Linked DNA regions of Ovis aries: region 1 is linked to region 2. Evidence: chromatin contacts called from public Hi-C data. All regions are on one chromosome and are shown on one strand. The core of a region is the stretch at or near the end of the contact, and the rest is flanking DNA. Distances in the headings are between cores, read along the strand shown. Region 1 has its middle 18 kb from the start of TRNAS-GGA. Region 2 has its middle 39 kb from the start of LCTL.

The links. Hi-C and Micro-C count contacts between places; a contact is called where the count stands out from the background.
Region 1: a Hi-C map of liver shows a contact between it and region 2, with 5 times the contacts expected there. The contact joins two enhancer-like sites. A contact is called at or near these places in 14 of 16 Hi-C or Micro-C datasets (blood, hypothalamus, liver and 7 more).

Annotation. Positions count from the first base shown.
Region 1 is chr7:13,648,879-13,651,846 of ARS-UI_Ramb_v3.0, reverse strand. No RefSeq gene overlaps it. Among named protein-coding and RNA genes, the nearest start is that of TRNAS-GGA, 18 kb to the left of the region's middle. Within about 2 kb of position 1,301, at least 7 of the 54 cell types and tissues checked have an H3K27ac peak or open chromatin away from gene starts, as enhancers often do. A contact at or near this core is called in liver, where this site is marked.
Region 2 is chr7:13,427,961-13,430,723 of ARS-UI_Ramb_v3.0, reverse strand. No RefSeq gene overlaps it. Among named protein-coding and RNA genes, the nearest start is that of LCTL, 39 kb to the right of the region's middle. Within about 2 kb of position 1,508, at least 3 of the 54 cell types and tissues checked have an H3K27ac peak or open chromatin away from gene starts, as enhancers often do. A contact at or near this core is called in liver, where this site is marked.

The DNA of each region.
Region 1 (2,968 bases), core at 52-2,551, 220 kb before region 2:
GGCCTCTCTTCAGCCTCCCACAGTCTCCTTCATGACCCTGAGGGCCCTATGTGCCGAGGGAGATTGGAGGGAAGGTCTGATTTAACCAGACTTCAGAGAGGATCCTAGGTGGCACCGTGGTGAAGAATCTGCCTGCCGATGCAGGAGACGTAGGTTGGATCCCTGGGTTGGGAAGACCCTCTGGAAGAGGAAATGGCAGCCCGCTCTATTATTCTTGCCTGGGAAATTCCATGGACAGAGAAGCCTGGTGGGCTACAGTCAGTCCATGGGGTTACAAAGAGTCAGGCGCAACTGACCACAGGGCCCAGTACATGCAGGCATGCAGACAGCATTCACCCGTGACACTCACACATCGTAAAACTGCACAGGACACAATTATACATTTTTAAAAAGTATTTGTTGTTATCTGAAATTCAAATCCAACTGGGCATCCCGTATTATATCAGGCAACCCTATCTGTAACAGACTGACAGCTAGTCCTACCAAGAGAAGCACGTTGTCATCTTAACGTCTCCAACGCTCAGCACACAAAGGTGCCCCCTCCTAGCAGACAGTTGCAGCAAAGCACCCTCTGGGCTGATGCAGCTCATGCCCAGTTGCAAGGTTTCAGGTCCATTTACTTCAGTGGCAAGGTGTCCTTTTGCAGTGCACAGCCTGCCCAACCATACATGGCAGCCCTGCAGGAAGCCAGAGAAACAGGTGCTTCCAGAAGGAAAGCAATTGAAACTGGCCTCCCAGCAATTTCGCTCCCCCAAAATGGGTAGGGACCAGGAGGAAGTGACGATGCCAAGGCCTATTCTGGCAGCCCCCTCTGAGCGCTTTTGGATTCGAGCCCATCTGGGATGGATCTGAACTCTTGTCTTGCCCCATGGTGGTGGGTAGAGGAGGGCCCAATGCCAGACGCCAGCTGCCCCCATGGCTGGAGGGTGCCCACTTGGAACCATTCCAAGTAAACATTTGACCAGCTCAGCCCCGGCCATCATCCCACACCAACACTTGGCCCTTGTTCCTGGACAGGCCGCCCTGTGTCCTGTCCTTTGTGGCTGACATTTTCAGCTGAGCCATGCAGGGGCTGGGGTGACCTGGTGCCCCATCCCCATTCTGCACACAGGCTCCAGGGAGGTGGTCCCTGCGGCAGTGGGGACTTGGCGGAGGAGTCCCAGCAGACGGGCCGTCGCCAGGCCAGGCCAGCCACCCCCCTGAATACCCCACGTGGGCCCCAGGGCTGTACAGTCCACGGTCTAACAGTGGAGCCATGGGGCCGCCAGCTGACTTGGCTGCTTTGTTCCAGCCCTGGAGTGGTCTGAGGGTGGCTGAGGACCGTGGCTCTTTCTCTGCTGAGAAGCCACAGATAACGCCGGCGACAGAGCCTGATAAAGCGTCTGTCAGAGGCTCCCTCCCAGACAGGCCCTGCTGTTCCCGCCAGCCCCAAGGGCCCCTGCAGCCCAAGCCTGTCTCCAGAGGTCCACCCCTCCCTGGGATCTCAGCTTTTCTCTTCCAGAGGCTGAAGAACAGGCTAGCAGACCTCTCCCCACCCATATCTTCAGTCTGGCTCTCAGAAGTTCCTGAGGCCTCTGGGCCCAAGAGCAGAATAAACCAATCCTCTGATTTACTCTCATAAAGAGAATGTCAAGGCATGTGCCTCTCTCGGTGGAATTCCAGACTGTGACTCCTGGGAGTCAGGGGCATGGTGGAGTGGAGGGCCTGGAATCTCTTCCTAGAGCCTCTCAAATGACATCCCAAGTCACCTCTTTCAATATCACAACACACCACTCTATGCTGGGGTCTAGGGCGACACAGGAAGAAATAAGACACGACCACAGAAGCTTCCAGGGAGAGGGTGCTGGGAGAGCTACCCCAGCCAGACCTGACCCAGGCCGGCACCCCGGTCTACAGAGGGGCCTGGCCTGCAGTAGGGGGTGTGTGAGTGGTCCTAGCCAGCCCTGGGCTCCCCTGGGTGAGATTCAGTGCCCAAGGGCTGGAGAACTGAGACCATAAGTCTTGGATCTGGTGGAGGAGACACGGGCCCTGCCCTGGGCATCAGAAGACACCATAACCAAGCCCCTGCGAACAGGCTTCTCTGAAGGCGGCCCTCGCCTCGTCCTGAGTCTGGCAGGTGAGCAGGTACAGGCTGCAAGCACTGTCAGAGAAGAGGCCCCCGCAGGAGGGGCCCTGCTCCAGCACGGGGACACTGGGCTCCCAGTTTAACTGAGGAGAGTGTGGGGTTCTGGGCGGGGCTACCTGCCCATGCTGAATAAGGCCCTTACACATGGTAGACTGTGGAAGCTGGAGACCCCAGGCTGGAAGCCAGTCTCTGCTCTGCTCCTCCTCTCTGAGTGACCCAGGGCAGGCCTTTGGCTCTCTCTAAGGGGTGGGCTACAGGTCCTCCAGGGCCTCCCAGGGAGAGGAGTCCCAAGGGAGAGTCCCTGTCCAAGGGCCAGCGTGCCCAGAGGGAGAGGCCTGGGCTGTCTCCACTCCCCCAGCGGAGGACTGCCTTTCCCGTTTTGCCTGCTTGGAGTGCAGTGGAGGGTGGGAACCCAGGTTTCCTGCATCTTGGACCAAGGCGCTGCCTTTTCTGGATGCAGGGACCTCCCCTGCCCCGGCCCCAACAGCTTCACAGGGGCCTCTGGCTCATAAAGGAAGGACCCAAGTTTCGGGGTGTTAGGATTGGAAGAGAGTCCTCCTGCCCTTCTCCACCTACAGCAGCTCCCTCTGAAACCCCTGCAACCACACAGGCTCAGCCCAGGTGACCCTCTACGCGCGCGCGCGCACACACACACACACACACACCTTCCCTGCATCACCCCCTCCCTATACACACACACATACACACCCTCCCTGCATCACCCCCTTCCCCCCCACACACCTTCCATGAATCATCCCCTCCCTACACTCAGACACACACACACACACCTTCCCTGCATTACCCCCTCCCCCCCCACACACACCTTCCCTGCATCACCCCCTC
Region 2 (2,763 bases), core at 259-2,758:
GGGATGCTGATACCTGTTACTATACAGATGTTGGACCTAAACCAATAAAACATAAACAAATTAAGGAAAAAATATTTGCCAGTAATTATAACATGTCAAAGTTTCTTTTGATGACATCCTTCATATGTACAGCACTTTTACAATCAATAAGAAACAGACAACTTAAAAGTGGGCAATGGATATCAGGAAAAGTATAAAAGACCCATAAATATTAGAGGACATGTCCAAATTCACTTACAGTTGAAAAAAAAAGCAAATTTTAAACACTAGGATACAACTCTCAACAATCAGATAAATAAAGATTGGAAAGAGGTCCTACCCATATTGTGGGGAAACAAGCAATTACACACACATTACATTTGTGAACGTGTAAATGTACAAAAATTTCACTTTGTATATTCTTTACTCAGTAAATTCCACTTCTAGAAAGGTACCTTACAGATAAATTCATACACCTGCACAAAGATTAGGTACAAAGTGTCATATCAGCACTGCTTGCAATAATGGAAAACTGGAAAGGGCCCAGATGTCCATTAATGTGGTCGTGCAAACAATGACAAAGTCTCACATGCTCCTGCTTGGAAGGGTCTGCGTGTTGCAGAACAGTACACAGATTATGATTTTATTTGTGCAAAAAAATTCTACATATGTTTATGTGCATAGTTGACGTATGCACAGAAATGCCTGGAATGATACTCTCAGCTGCTAGTGTTAGACAGTAAGGGGGAAGAGGACAGATTTCACTTAAAAAAAAAAATCTCGTATAATTCTGCGATGTTCACCCCAAAGCACCTACTTCTTTGGTTATAAGCAATTTTCAATGCAATTGGGTTGTGCTTTCTATGAATTCAGGGGTTGCTAGAGGCAGCACAGTTCTGGGGCTAGGGGGGACAACACACTGGAACTTCTCACAAGGACACAAGGAATCTCATCTTAATAGTCCACTGGCCACCAGTGCAACAAAATATGTGCTCTGTTGCTGATAAAATTCATTGTTTAAATTAGACAATAAAACACTAATTATATTCCACAGACGTGTCTGTTTTTTGGTGGGTTTTTTTTTTGTTTTTTTTTTTTTTTTTTTTTTTGCCGCACTCACATATGCAACACATGGCATCTTAGTTCCCTGGCCAGGGGATCAACCCCAGTCCCCTTGCAGTGGAAGGGCTGAGTCTTATCCACTGAACCAGGGACCTCTGCCTAGATATGTCTTTGTATCAGGCTATAGCTAAAAGTAACAATTAGCTCACTCCCAGAAGAAAGTCAGGGGAGAAGACAAAGGGGAAGTGGCAGCAGATTTCGTGTTTAACGGCTTATGATAGCAGAGGGCTATGTAAAAGCTCCATGGTGTCCACCCCGTGTCTTCCCAGGGTCCAGAGGCTGTGAAGGGCTCAAGGGGTGGAGGAGGGTCCCAGCCAGAGGCAGATCCAGAGCTCCCAGCAGGGCAGCAGGGAGTCTTGACTTATAGCCACAAACTGAGAAAGAAGGAGTGCCTGTAGCTCCTCCTTTTGCTGAGCAGAGGAAGCGTCCTGCAGCAGGAAGGGCTGGGGACAGGAGTGGAAACACTTGCTCCTGTGGGTGGCAGTGGAAAGCTGCCCGTGGCCCCCAGCTGCCGAGGCCTAGATCCGATTTCACCATAGGATGAGTACCCCCTTGTCATGACCCCAGGGCAGAGCAGCTCCTTGAGGTCCCTCTGCCCTCTATCGGACCCTGCCTTCAAGACACAGCAGGTTATGCTTTCCACCAATGCACAGGGCTTCAGAGCCAGACAGAGCCTGGAGACTCCCTGGGCCGATCCCTTCATTCCATAGAGAGGAAAACAGGTCCATAGAGGAGAAGGGGTTTGCCCAGGGTCACCCAGGAAGTGGGTGGCAGAGCTGAAACTGGGCCTTTGACTGAGAAAATGTTACATACAGCCTCTCCCCATGCTTTTCTGGATCATGCCTGGCTGCCCCTCTCCCATGGCCCCATCTGTCCCTCAACAAATACTTACTGAATACTTACTATTTGCCAGATAATGTTCGAGACCCTGAGGAGACAGCAGTGGACGAAACAAACCAAACTCCTACTCAGGTGGAGCTGACACTCTCGTTTAATCCCAATACCCACCTGTTACATTTGAGGAGCAGACGCACGCTGCCCTGCTGCCACCTAGAAGGCCTAGTTAGGAAAAACCGTTCTGCCCATATGCGTGCTGTGCAGGCCACAGGGCCTTTTCCCTGGAAGAAAAGAAGCATCAGTTGAGAATGGCCCAAAAGTTTCCCCAGTGCTAGCCCGTGAGAATCCTCTCCTTTGATTCTTGGAACCACCTTACCAAGCAGATACTCATATCCCCATTCTATGAGTGAGGAACTGAGGACAAAGAAGGTGAAGATGCTGGGCAAGTAAGCATCTGGACTGGGCTTTCTCCTTCCTCCAGATCAGGGTCTGGACACCCCATGGGCAGGGGCGGGCTGGGCAAAGCAACAGGAACAGGATGCATCTTATGCAAGCTTCCACTTTCGGGGAAGAGAGTGGGGGGTTCCACTGGCTTTTTCTCAGGGTGCTCAGAGAAATTCACCTTGCCTGCCCTGTCTAGAGGATGCCACAGGGACCAGCCCTGGTCCAGGAGTTAGCACCCTGTCCTGGGACTCCGGTACCCAGAGCAGAGTTTCTAACTATGAGTGGGTACCAGCCTTTTTTTGTGATACTTAATGGAAACCTTGAACCCTCTAAGAATGTATATATATATTCCCTACCTATGAACCCTCAAGTTGCAAACTT